2 separate regions of the Hordeum vulgare genome follow, and region 2 is linked to region 1. The links are chromatin contacts, called in public Hi-C maps. All regions are on one chromosome and are shown on one strand. Each heading gives the region's core, a stretch centred on a gene start, on an enhancer-like site or on the middle of the called end of the contact. The rest is flanking DNA. Distances are from core to core; before and after follow the strand shown. Region 1 holds the start of LOC123449232. Region 2 holds the start of LOC123449234.

Region 1 (6,156 bases), core at 375-2,874:
AAGTAGATGCAGCTAGGTCACGGGGAGTGTCGGATCTGGAGCCGCACCGGCCAACCATGGACACCAGAGGAGGGTGCGGGTCCTCCATGGCCGTCGGGGCCGAAGCCGCACCTACAAGGTATGGGGCGGTGAAGGGAGCTCACGGGCATGCCACACACCCGGCCAGCGAGTTGCAGGAGGCAGCCGCCGTCGGGCAACCACCGAGATGAACTGCCGCCCGAAGCCATGGTCGCAGCCCGCGGGGGGAAGAGCGCCACCGCGGCGCCCCTAGGACCAGCCAGGCCGGCCAAGAAGCCCCGGCCCCGCCCTCCCGGGATCCGGCGCCAGCAACAGCAGGGGTGCTGGCAGTCGCCATGGATCTGGCGCGGAAGGGGGAGTGGGAAGGACGTGCCAACAAAGTCCAGGAGCAGCCGGAGCTCGACGGGAAGGGGGCGGGCAAGGGCCGGGGGCGAAAGGGGGTGGGGACCCCCACCGCCGCCCTCCCGGGATCCGGCGCCGGCAGCAGGGGTGCTGGCGGTCGCCATGGATCTGGCACAGAAGGGAGGAGTGGGAAGGACGTGCCAACGAAGTCCAGGAGCAGCCGGAACCCGACAGGAAGGGGGCGGGCGAGGGTCGGGGGGCGGAGGGGGTGGGGACCCGCCGGAGGCACGCCGGCACCGGTGCGCGGAGGAGGTTGATGGGAAAGGGGGGGGAGGGGGGCGGCATGGAGCCCGGCCAGCTGCGGTGCCCTGCCGCCACCTTCCTGGGAGCCGGCGCGGCTTCGCCGGCCACTCCTACGGTGGCGGCGAGGAGGTGGGGCGGGGTGGGGAAGGGGCCTCCGTGGCGCGGCTAGGGTTCCACCACCGCCGCCAGGGAAGGCCACGCAGGGGTTGCAGGAGGGTTTGGGGCCTTTCGGGTTCACCACCGAAATCAGAGTATCTCAAGAACCGAACGCTTTTACCTCTAATTAGCAGAAAAGATTATGTATTTCCCACTCAATTAATATCTGCTCATGACCACATTACACAATTCCCAAATAATAAAGGTAATTAAAATCCCTTCCTGTCGTCACCGGCAAGAACTAACCAAGAAATAAAATGCGACCACGAGCTATACAGATCAGAGAAGATCTGTATGATCAAGAAAGCAAAACTACACAACATGAGCTGCAATCTATACCGCGAGAATCCGACCAATCCTCATTTTCAATCGAAGATGCGCCCAAAAGGGTCATTCAGTTGAAACCAAACCGCGTGGATTTGAAGAGCATCGCAACAGATGATAGCATAAACAAGAAATCAAGAAGAGGGGAACCGGACCTGGAGGCGATGTGGGGGTTGGGGGAGAAGACGGCGAGGGCCGCGGAGTATGACTGCGCCGACCGGATCTGGTGCTCCCGCAGCTGTTCGACCAGCTTTGCTCGCGTGATCATCTCCTATCCCCGCTACCGATCCTCAAGTTTGAGCACACTAGCAATTTTTTGCCCGGCTGCCAAAATTTTCTGAAATTGGCGGAACGAAGGAAGGATCCGGGACAAAGAAAGAGGCGAGAGAGGAGGAAGAAAGCTGAAGAGGATGGGAGAACAGGGACTCGTATCCTGCGTCCTGCTGTTGGCTGGTAGCGCCGTTGGGTCGTGGATTAATTCTTCAGGGGAAAAAGGATGCGAAGTGGGAAATTGGAGTACTACATACATTTTATGGGATGCCGCTCGAATCATGAAATTTGTGAAATTTTACTAAAAAAATACTTCATCCGTCCGAAAATAAGTGACTTAAAAATGATTAAGTTTTGTATTAACTTTAATACAAAATAGAGTCACTTATTTTAAGATACAGGAAGTATCTTATTCAAAATCGAATGGTTTTGTCGTTGATCTCTTTGCTCGCCATTTTTACATGTCATGTCTTCACTAACTATCACACTGAAACTTTGAAAACTGCATTGCCGTTCTAAGATACTCCCTCATTTCCCATATCTTAGAGTATGGTTAATAGTACACTTGTTGACTATATGATGTTGATATGTTATCTATAACCAAGCTTATAATCGACAAGTATAATAGGTAGATGTAAATAAGCATTGCTTTATTGATATAAGGCTTATCATCTTATCTCACAAAGTGTCTAGGGGCATGTATTACGTTAGTTTGTAAGTACATTATTTTAAATCTTATAGCCCGACTACATCATCTTATTGTACTTGCTCGGCGTATTAGGATTTCACAGAAAAATTAGCACGTTGTTTGTTACAGGCGTCGTCGTACGAGGGAGGCATCTCGACTGGAAAAAAAAGAGGGAGGCAGTATTAAGAAGGAGGGAGTATTTTTTTTCTTTTTTCGATAAATAATATATACTAATATCGTGAGGGTACAAGAGTATTTTTTTCTATGAAGCTTCTACATAGAAAGCCTTCTTTGTTGAGAGATTTTAGCAACCGGGCACATCAGACAATGTTAAACACAGTGTCTTTCGCTGCCAAAAAGTTAAGGACGTACGGGAAATCCTTGAAAAGAAGAATATTATTGACCAAGCATGCGATTTGGATCATGTGGATGAAGTGGCTCTCACACATTGGATCAACATTCCACCATAGGAAACAACAATCATGGACGTTCCAAGTTTCCATAAGACAACGAGGACACGTGCTTGGTGTCTCTGGTGGAGGAGAAGAACATTAACTAATGGGGAATTGACATAAAATGTGAACATGATTGCGATGTTTGTCCAAGTGCTAGCGATGAACTGCACTTTTGCTTGTTTCCCAAAAACATTAGCAAAGAGAGACGGATGGAGTCGTCCTCCCAAGGGTTGGGTGAAGCTCAACGTCGACGGAAATTTTAAAGCGGGTCTCTTGCTTGAATCGCTCGACATTGTGATCAAAAGGAGAAAGGGTGAATTGTTTGTCGCGAGAAACAGAAACTTGACAGGTGCTTCGACGCTTTGAGTGTGGAAGCCATGATATCTCAATTCAGTCCCTCCTTAGCAGCGATAATGGTGATATAAATGACAAGATTGATGGTATTGAAATCTTAGAAGTCAGTACACTAGATAGTGCAGATCGCTCAAATATGTATCTTGCTCATAATGTTGCTATTAGTGGAGACCCATAGATGAAATTTGTAGTATGAGTAAAATGTTGTTGATTAGCTCTCGCATTAGTGGGAAAAGCTTGGTTCATTGCCCCTCCTTAACTTTAAATATAAAAACACAACTTCTCACTAACACAATTGTTTATTTTTGCAAACAGTGGTATGTTTTCACTCGAGGTGGTTCTCTACTCTTAATAGAACAAAGGGGGTAGATACATTTGATTTCATATCTTTTGAGACCTTTGAGTTTAGTATCTCCTGTATCATTACAATATAAGACAAACTTGGTTGCATGGGGATTTATTATTTTTAAGCTTCATGAACTAGCCAATGCAACAAAAGTCTAAACTGATAAAAAGACTAGGCAATCAACATGTACATTTCAACATTTCAACATCCCTTTCAAGTGTGACGTGAAAGTCAACATGTAGATAGACTTAGATTTAAAACTCACGAGGCCTATACGTGGACAAAGGGGGCAACGACAATTTTTTGATAAAATGTGAAAGACAAAACTTGAACTCAAGATCTTGGATCTCGGATATTGTTTTAAGCTTCGTGCACTAGCCAACGCAACCAAAATTCTAAACTCGTGAGAAGGGCTAGAAAATTCACATATACACTTCACCCCCTCTTACATGTGATGTGAAAAATCAACACATGGATAGACTCGAAGATATGGCTCAAGAGGCATATATGTGGGCAAAGGGGGGAAACAATAATTTTGGATAAATTGTGAAGCTAGGACTTGAACTTAAGACATTGAGTATAACAACCCGAGACCGACGCTCCACATGCCTTTTATGTATTCCATTATCATCGTGTTATTTATTCGATTGTCACGTTCATCGTCGCAACATTTTCATTACATCAGCACTCCATTGTCATTATTTTTTCTAAAACATGCATCTGTTCGTAGTTGCATGTTCTCTTTGTTCTCGTTGTTGACGGTTTCGAGAGAAAACACACTCACACGCGCCCGCAACATCTCTAAATATTATTTTTAAAGTGGGAATAAAACATTTAAGGAATGGTTTGAAAGTTGGAGTGCGGTCTTAATATATTGTAGTTAGACCGTCTACCAAATTTTGTCGCATTCGAATGTCGTTTGATACCCGAACGGTTAAACCTATAGCAACACTATAGTCTGTAAAACGTCACACATATACCATGTTCTAAAACTTGTTGTCGGGCTGCCCGTTGTCCCTCACATCTCAAACTGAGCCTCTATGAACAATTCATAGACCCACGCGCATCCTAGCCCGAAAACTCCCCCCGGACCCAAACCCGACGGTCACGACCAATGGGTCCGCATCAACCCCGACCTTTTCCAAACATCTTCCATTTCTCTATTGGAGTCCCCTATCCTATTTATCTTGACCGTCTGATCTAAATCGAATGGTTCCTTTTAGCCCCTAACTAGCCACTCTACCTATTTAAATAGCCGAACCCTAATTTCCAGGGCTCTTGTCCCTTCCATCTCGTCATGTCACCACCCACTCTATTCTCTCTCGGGGTCCCTCTCGAACCAGCTGAAAACCTTCACCTGGTCTGCTCCTTAAATTTCCCTCATGACCAATACATCGACATACCACAACAGCCACCTCGCGACCATGCAAGCCACCACACTCCCGAGCACACCTAACCTCCACTGCGCCACCATCAATCCCCTCACGCGATCGCTCTCCTACCTGCACCCCCGTGCCAACAGGAGCAACAACTCCCGTTCAACCAGCCCGTAGCCCCTAGCTCCCTCTCCTCTGCTCGGTCCATGGGAGACCGTGAGCAGCTAGCCATCATCGGCGGCCGCACTAGCACGTCGTCCCCGCCTCCTACTCCTCCCCTTCTCCTTTCGATACGTCTCCAACATATCTATAATTTTTTATTGTTCCATGCTATAATATTATTATTCTAGGATACTCTTTGGGCATTTTATTTGTTGATTCATATTATTTTTAGCATTAACCTATTAACCTAGTGCCAAGTGTCGGTTGTTGTTTTCTACATGTTTTTGGCTTTTCAGGTTTACAGTACCAAACGGGGTCCAAATACCATGAGACTTTTTGATGATTTTTTTAGACCAAAAGAAGACCTGAAAGTTTGGGGAGAAGGTCGGGGGCCACACGAGGGCCCCACAAGCCAACAAGGTGCGCCCAGGGGGTGGTGGCTCTGATGCCCCATTTTGATCGTACGCTAATCATACGCGCAAATGCATACGACCAAGATTAGGGACTCACGAGAAGATATCACAACACAACTCTGGACACAAATTAAAGTCATGCAAGCTTCATATTACAAGCCAGGGCCTTGAGGGATCGAATACATAAGCTCGAATACACACGAGTCAATGGAAGCAAATAATATCTAAGTACAGACATAAGTAAAGAAGTTTGCCTTAAGAAGGCTAGCGCAAACATAAGCAACGGATCCTCCTAACTACTCAATAGCCTCCACGTAGTAATATGTTGTCGTGGTACTAGTAGTCATCAGCGAGCTCAACTGGCTCCTGGACTCCGTCATCTAGTCGTGGCAATCGTATCAAGGGGGAAAAGGGGAGAAAAACAATGATGAGTACTCATCCAAAGTACTCGCAAGACTAACATACGAACTATGCTAAGTATGCATCAATATCAAAGGAATGGGGCTATATCTTTGGACTGAACTGCAGAAATGCTAGAATCGAGGAGGAAGACCTAGTCATATCAAAGACTAGCATCTTTAGGGTCTTGCAACATTAGAAGAGTGTAGATCAGCAACACATATGTAATAAATATGTTGCAACAAATTTATTTAAAAACGCCCAGAGAACCTTCCTTGACTCCGTAGGAGAAAGCAATCTCGGAGCCAACATTTCAATTTAAAATCACAAGTATCCAGTTCTAGTTATAAAAGATCAGGATACTCCCTGAGCGTCCGTTACTGTGGACACGGCTATTCGAATAGATATACTTCCCTGCAGGGGTGCACAAACTGACCCAACACGCTCGATTAACTAGATAGAATTTTGGGTTCGACAATTGTGAAGAATTGTGCAGACGTTCTGCATACTAGATATCATGCGAAGCTATCCTCTTCACAATTCTTCACAA
Region 2 (6,833 bases), core at 2,854-5,353, 780 kb before region 1:
TTTTGTTTGTGTGGATAGCTTGGTAGAGTTGCTTGTGATGTTGATGTGTTATGACACACATACTCATGTAACCATTGGTGTTTTGTTTGTGTGGATAGCTTGGTAGAGGTGCTTGTGATGTTGATGTGTTATGACACACATACTCATGTAACCATTGATGTTGTGCACATAATCAAGGATCCATGTAGGAGTTGATCTAATGAATGCACATGAGATGTTCACTATTCACTATATAGAAATTTATATTGTTTTTCCTTCCTAGTTTGTGATCACTTGTTCCAAGCAAGTGCATATGTTTTATATATGGTTTTGGGGTAGAAAGATCCCAGGAATCCATTCGTGAAATCATTTTTGCCATTGGAACATTTTTTGAAAAAGTCATATTTGCATTTATTTTTTTTAAGTTTAGAGCTTGGTTCCATGAATCGTGATGTGCTCTTGTGTTTGCTTCTTGTTTGTGGTAGTAGAGGGTGATCCCCTCTACCACATGTTGGTTTCAATTCATGATTTGGAATCCATGTGTGTAAGTTGTGTCAATCCAAAGTAGGCTTGTGACTGAAATTCCAGCTAAGATTTTCTCTAAATCTGAGAATCTGTTTATATTTTCTTCCCCTATAAATGAGGTTCTGCTGGTCATTGTGTTATGATCTAGCTCTAGCTTTCAACTAGGAAGTTGGACCTGAGATGTTTGTCCAGCTCCCTGTAAAATTTCATGTCATTTGGAGCCCTGTAGGTATTATTTTGGCTGCTGCCAAAAAGCTTTAGAGCGATCTGATGGTTTTAAAGAAGTTTGCAGCCTTGTATGATAGCAATATAAGACCTTGATACTCCACAACAGTACATTTTCATAAGGTTGATACCATTGATAGTACTCCCTCCGTTCCTAAATATAAGACCTTTAAGAGATTGCACTATGAACTACAGACGGATGTATGTAGACATATTTTAGAGTATAGATTCACTCATTTTGCTCCGTATATAGTCTTCTAATAAAATCTCTAAAAGGTATTATATTTTAAAACGAAGGGAGTATTATGCATGTCAACTATAACAACTACACTATCATGTATGTCAACTACAATTTTAAAAAATATAACATATAATTAAATGAACATGACATCGTATCATATTGAATGTTATACTACAATATGTCATGTATGACAATAAGTAACATATTTTATGACACGTATGCCAATATATTTTATGATACTCTTGCCTACAGTGTGTTATACCTTATGAAGCAAAACCTTCTCGTTCCATAGCTGAAAGGTCTATTTGGGCTTTTATTGGCCCAACTCCTCCAATATCATAGTTTTACTGGGAGAGCTCAGCTCTCACGATCAGGTATGGCGGGTGCTGCGGCTGCTGCATATCCCAAATAGTATGTTAAAGCTGGCATCCCCAGAAAGAAAATTGTAATTATTATTCATTAAAAGCAACCATGAGCAGAACGGATATTGTACTGTTTGGAAACCTGAAACACATACGTAAAGGATAACTGAATGAGCAATTTCACATAGCATAGATTACCAAAGATGCAAAATTATAATTATATTAATTAAAAGCATTCAAGAGCCGAACTGATATTGTACTGTTTGGTTGGTGATTGTTCATAACTTCTTCATGTTGGTATCACAATATTAATTTGGCAAGGTGAACGTTAATTAAACAATTTGGCCGAAGTACTCCTACAAAACTAATGTGGAGACTAAAAAGAACATGAGGGGCTAGTGCGGGTGTGCAGTTGATTTAAAACGAATCAATTACGTAAACAATGAAATATCGATTGATTAAATATTACTCCCTCCGTTCCTAAATATAAGTCTTTTATTTCCACTATTGAACTACATAGTGATATTGATTAAATATTACTCCCTAAAATAAGTGTCTTAAGCTTAGTACAATTTTATACAGAGCTAGTACAATTTTATTCATTCAATTTTCTTCTTATGTAGACTCCATCTCAAAGACTTATATTTAGGAACGGGAGTAGACAGCTAAAGAATCTTGGTGGAATTGAACCACCTTCCATCCGGAATCTGAACTTACGAACAGCATCCACAGAGATCTCTCAGACAGAGAAAAGATCCAGAACAGCACTACCAGCAAAAATGAATATCTCTATAAAACTTACAGCACGAATTTTTGGCAAAATTTCTCAACGTTGTTAAATATTATATTATACCTATAAAATTCAATTACGTAAACAACGTGTAATAAGCAAAAGAATACAAGCTAGAAACTAATGAGTTAACAATGTAAACTGACCAACTAAAATATATACAACTAATGCTGACACAAAACAATGGATATGGTATAACCAAAACACATAACTGCTGCTTCCATATTTTGGAATGAAGATCCACAAAATAAACCGTCCTGAAATTATGATTAACAACAGAGACAAATATATGTAATGCAGTTACTTCTAAAGGATGACACAACAACTTCACAAATGATTTGCCATGTTTGTAGGCAAAATACATATTAGCCAGCCTCCTGCTGGATATTCACTTTGGAAAGCATTCACCAAACTTCCAGAATCAAAACACTCTCCATTAAGCCGACGAAGCTCCAATGATAGAAGTTCCAGGCGTCTTAGACCAGATTGTTGGAGGCTTCATTTGGGTACTAATACAAACCCACATACAGCTGTTCAAGCTACATAAATTATCTTACATTAAGACAAAGCTTACAAAATGAACCAGATGACCACAAGAATAAAGGTCTACTACAGATCTTGTGAATAATAATATGAACCTTCCAAACATAAGTATCATACTTCAATTTAGTTCAGAATATCATACAAATAAACACAATTTTGCCAACCATATTCATAAAAAGAGGCGATGTAATTATAATGCAAATGATTTTGTTATGTTTCGACAGATTTGTGGTGGACTCAATGGATTAGTAAATGAATAAAGTGTTGGACCGGCTGTATTTGTACGTGCAGATTTCTGGTGATGTGCCGGACAGTTTCTCTAATGGTGTAACTACTGGATTCAAGCAATTACGAATTCTTGTATGTGAAGATGTGCCGGACAGTTTCTCTATATGGTGCAACTACCGGATTCAACCAATAGCGAATTCATGTATGTAAAGATATGACGACATGAATGAAATTACGACTTTGTCAAAGCTCATGTATGGTCCAGCTGTATGTAAATTATCAATTGTACCTTTGGCCTTTCGTCGTAGCTCCATGACCGATTCGCGCAGGTAGAACGTTGTGCCATGTAGTCGGATCAGAGGAGAGGTGCAGACAAAGGAGCACACCAGCACACAAGGGGGGAGAACCCGGGGCTAAAACAAGATAACCCCCGTGCGATCTCCCCCCGAGACACAAAAACCATCTTTATTACGGTGGTGGCCTGCCATGCGAGCGCACCCAACATGGCAAAGGCCTCTAGATGTTCACATCTCTTTTTTTCAGCCTTTCCCCTCACCACAAGCACCTCGCTTGTTACATGCTCTTACCTTACGCCACCTCCGATCTCTTAGATCTAATAATTATCGAAATATCATCGAATAATTATCAATACAAGAGCCGTTGTCGCACGAGGTGGAGGCAGACGAGATCCCACGAACTTGCCGGAGAAAACTCTTCGCCCGCCGCCGCGCCAGCTCGAGACCGCCGGGAACAGCCTGATCCGTCGTGAAGCATCAAATCTACAGGTCAAACGGGCACAGAACGTCAGAACACACGGATCAAACCATGCTCAAAGGATGATATGCACGGGAGAAGCTACTCACCAGCAACAGATCCGAGACGCCGGCCTAGCAGATCGGAATGTTCGTGCGCAGATCCAGCTCCCTCGCGTGTTTGCTCCAAGATCGCCGCAAGCTCAGCTCACCGATCAGAAGGAGAAATCTGCGAGTCAGATAGCAAACGGTTGATTCGAATAAATCATGGACGCGGACCTCACCTTGCCCAGGGATCGAAGCGGATTCGATCAGGAAACTGGAGGCCAGGAGGCTGGATCTAGAGGTTTGGGTCCGTGGACGAGGCGTGTTCTACATCTAGAGGGGACAATGGTTGCGTGCCGCGGAGGAGAACGCGGCTAGGTTTTTTTCTGGTGCGGTAGGAGGATATGCGGTGGAGAGGTATTTATCGTCTGGTAGGCCGAAGTGGACGGTCGGGATGGGGTAGTTGGCTTTGGACGGGCGAGATGCGCCACGCGTGGCACGTGTTGATTGGCTGTGACAGCTGGAACGGACCGGTATGCCGCAACTTGCGCGCATTAAACGTCATTGCTTGCGTCATATGCGCACCGGATCCGCTGTGGACGCAGACAACCGGTCCGGACCTGTGGGCAGCGTGACCGTTGACGGTGATTGGCTGCGGCCGTACCTGTCTAGGACTGGGCCGTGTATGCTTTCTTTTTTTTAAGAACTGGGCCGTGTATGCAGTCGACACATACATACACGGGCTTGTGGACGTTTTCGAAAGGGATATCTTATGGCGCGGTGCGCGTCAGGGAATTCCCTATTTGCTGCATTCTACGTTATTTTACTTTTTATTTCTAAGAAACCATTCTATGTTAAATTGACGGAGCTTCGCAGAGACGAGCTAGGCAAAGCGCTCGGTGTGCCTGAGCCCATTATAGTAGCTAAGCATAGCTATTTTGGGCAGTTTTCTAGGGATTTTAGGAACCTTCTACAGATTCACGATCTTTTTTTCTAGAGTAGTTTCTAAAACCTTCTACAAGGTTTCTGAACTGCTTATATAAATACTACTCCGTTTCAAAATTCTTTTCTTAGATTTGTGTAGATATGAATGTATCTAGTCACGTTTTAGTATTTAGATAAATTCATTTTTAGACAAAACTAAGACAAGAATTTTGAAACGGAGGGAGTATTACTTACTCAATTTTCTTAATTTCATTTTCTTTCAAATTTTTATTAGGGGACTACTAGACGTCCATCGATGGTTTTGTAGTAATTATCCGCCATCCGATTAGTCGTTCGATGTACGCGCGTCTACCGTCCAATCACCAACTCGGTCGCCTCCGCCTACCACATAAAATCCTGAAACAAACGTTTCAGTTACAGAAACAAGCACGCTGCTACGCGTCCGTCGGCCGATCTTTTCAAAGGATCGGTCGGGGCGCTAGCCACCATATCTAGTGTTAAAAAGTGGTTGATGGGTCTTTTGCAACATAGATTATGTTGTAAAAAAAGTGCAACAGAGAGCATGTTGCGTAAATGTCCGTAGATTTTTTTGCAATAGAATTTGCTATAGAATATTTTCTCCAACAAGGATCATGTCGCCGAAACACATGTAGATTGTTTTATAACATAGGTTATGTTGCGAAATGTTTTTTGCAACATCGGTTGTGTTGCGGGATATTTTTTGCAACAAAGTTCTTGTAGAAAAAAAAATGCAACAGAGATTTTATTGCAATTATTTTGTGCAACATAGCTGATGTTGCAAAAACTTGTGCAAAGAAAAGAACGAAGGTGTATGAGCATGTTTGAGGTCGCATGGATCAAGGACGATCCAACGACTGTACAGGTGGCAGATTTTCTGATGCAATCAACCGATAGAGCATTAGCTTTTCCTTTTTTGTTATCGCCTATGTTATCTTTTAAATTTTTATTATCGCTTTCTCACCTATGTTATTTTTAATATATTTTTTGACGCTTGCTTCGGTAAACCCTCCTCCCCCTCCCTCACAAATCATATAAGAGTGGTATGGTCATTTGACCATAAGGTATATTCACATCCATAAGTGGCATGTATGGGTTGTAGGCGTACACACCTGTTACACCCCTCCATCTTCGGCCTGGCTCTTTTTTTTCAAACGTAAAAAATAGATGCGTCAAAAATAGATGTGAGATATAGTATTTGAACCCCAAACCTCTTGGTTTATTTTTCCAGGGTAACCAATTAGGTCAGCAAAATTATTGTGCTAAAATACCTTTTTTATTCTTGAAAACTGCTAGCGACCAGACTATTGATGTGTAATTTCTACCAAGCCACTCCAGAAAGGTGTGGTGGGTTTCTCTCGATTGTTTACGGGATAGTAAACTAGAGCCAACAACGTTGTATCTTTTATGGTTATAGCGTGTACGAAAGAACCATGAAAGCTTCCAAAAATTTAGAAAACTAGTCCCTGGTTTCTGGGGTATAAATCCCATAAATCATGTTTTGTTTTCTAGGTAATAAATCACTATACCTAGTTGGTTTGACGGAAGCATTTTTTTCATGCGAACGAAATAAAGTAGTTAGATTATGCAACATTTCTCACAAGGAAGCACCATATGGGCTCTCGAATAATTAACCTTTTTCTCGGTCGATGATTTTCTTGTTGTTGTGTGATAGAAACATAATGCACATATGTTGCAAACAATTTGCAGAGTCATAGATATTACCATGGTTGTTGGCAAATTCTATGTGGCATTTAGTTGCTTCATGCATAATATATAATGCTTCCTTACATTGTCATGCATGCTTCAGTATCAAAGTCGTCATATAACCTAACATGGATGGGTTTTTGGGTGGGTGAGTATAATTAAGGATAGTTTTATGGGTGAGTATAATTAGAAAGGAGTACCGAGCCCCCTAAAAAATTGGAGAAGTTATGGTTGGATGTGGTGAGATAGATGTTATGCAGGCATCCATGGACTTCGAAAGCAATCCATGTTGTGTGGATTGGCGGCATGCAATCGGTCTGACTAATTGATCCCATCACATGCGTGGGACGTGATTTCCTTTATTCTTTTTGTTGTGAATATTTTCAGTTTATTTTTTATTTTTAGTTTTGTTTGTACTTTTTTCTTTGGTTTTAGCGCATAGAGATAGGTTAAGTTAGATTTATACATACGAT

What was found. A called contact is a pair of places that touch in the nucleus more often than the background predicts.
Region 2: a contact with region 1 is called in a Hi-C map of leaf, with 1.9 times the contacts expected there. The contact joins the promoter of LOC123449234 here to the promoter of LOC123449232 in region 1. A contact is called at or near these places in 2 of 6 Hi-C or Micro-C datasets (leaf and seedling) and 1 of 1 datasets of contacts at active chromatin or transcription factors (embryo).

Annotation. Positions count from the first base shown.
Region 1 is chr4H:516,894,217-516,900,372 of MorexV3_pseudomolecules_assembly, reverse strand. It overlaps LOC123449232, which reads right to left and starts at 1,624. Exons shown (of 2, transcript XM_045126373.1): 1 at 1,299-1,624. The coding sequence starts at 1,411.
Region 2 is chr4H:517,673,827-517,680,659 of MorexV3_pseudomolecules_assembly, reverse strand. LOC123449234 reads right to left here and starts at 4,103. Exons shown (of 5, transcript XR_006631975.1): 1 at 3,757-4,103; 2 at 3,183-3,672; 3 at 1,233-2,661.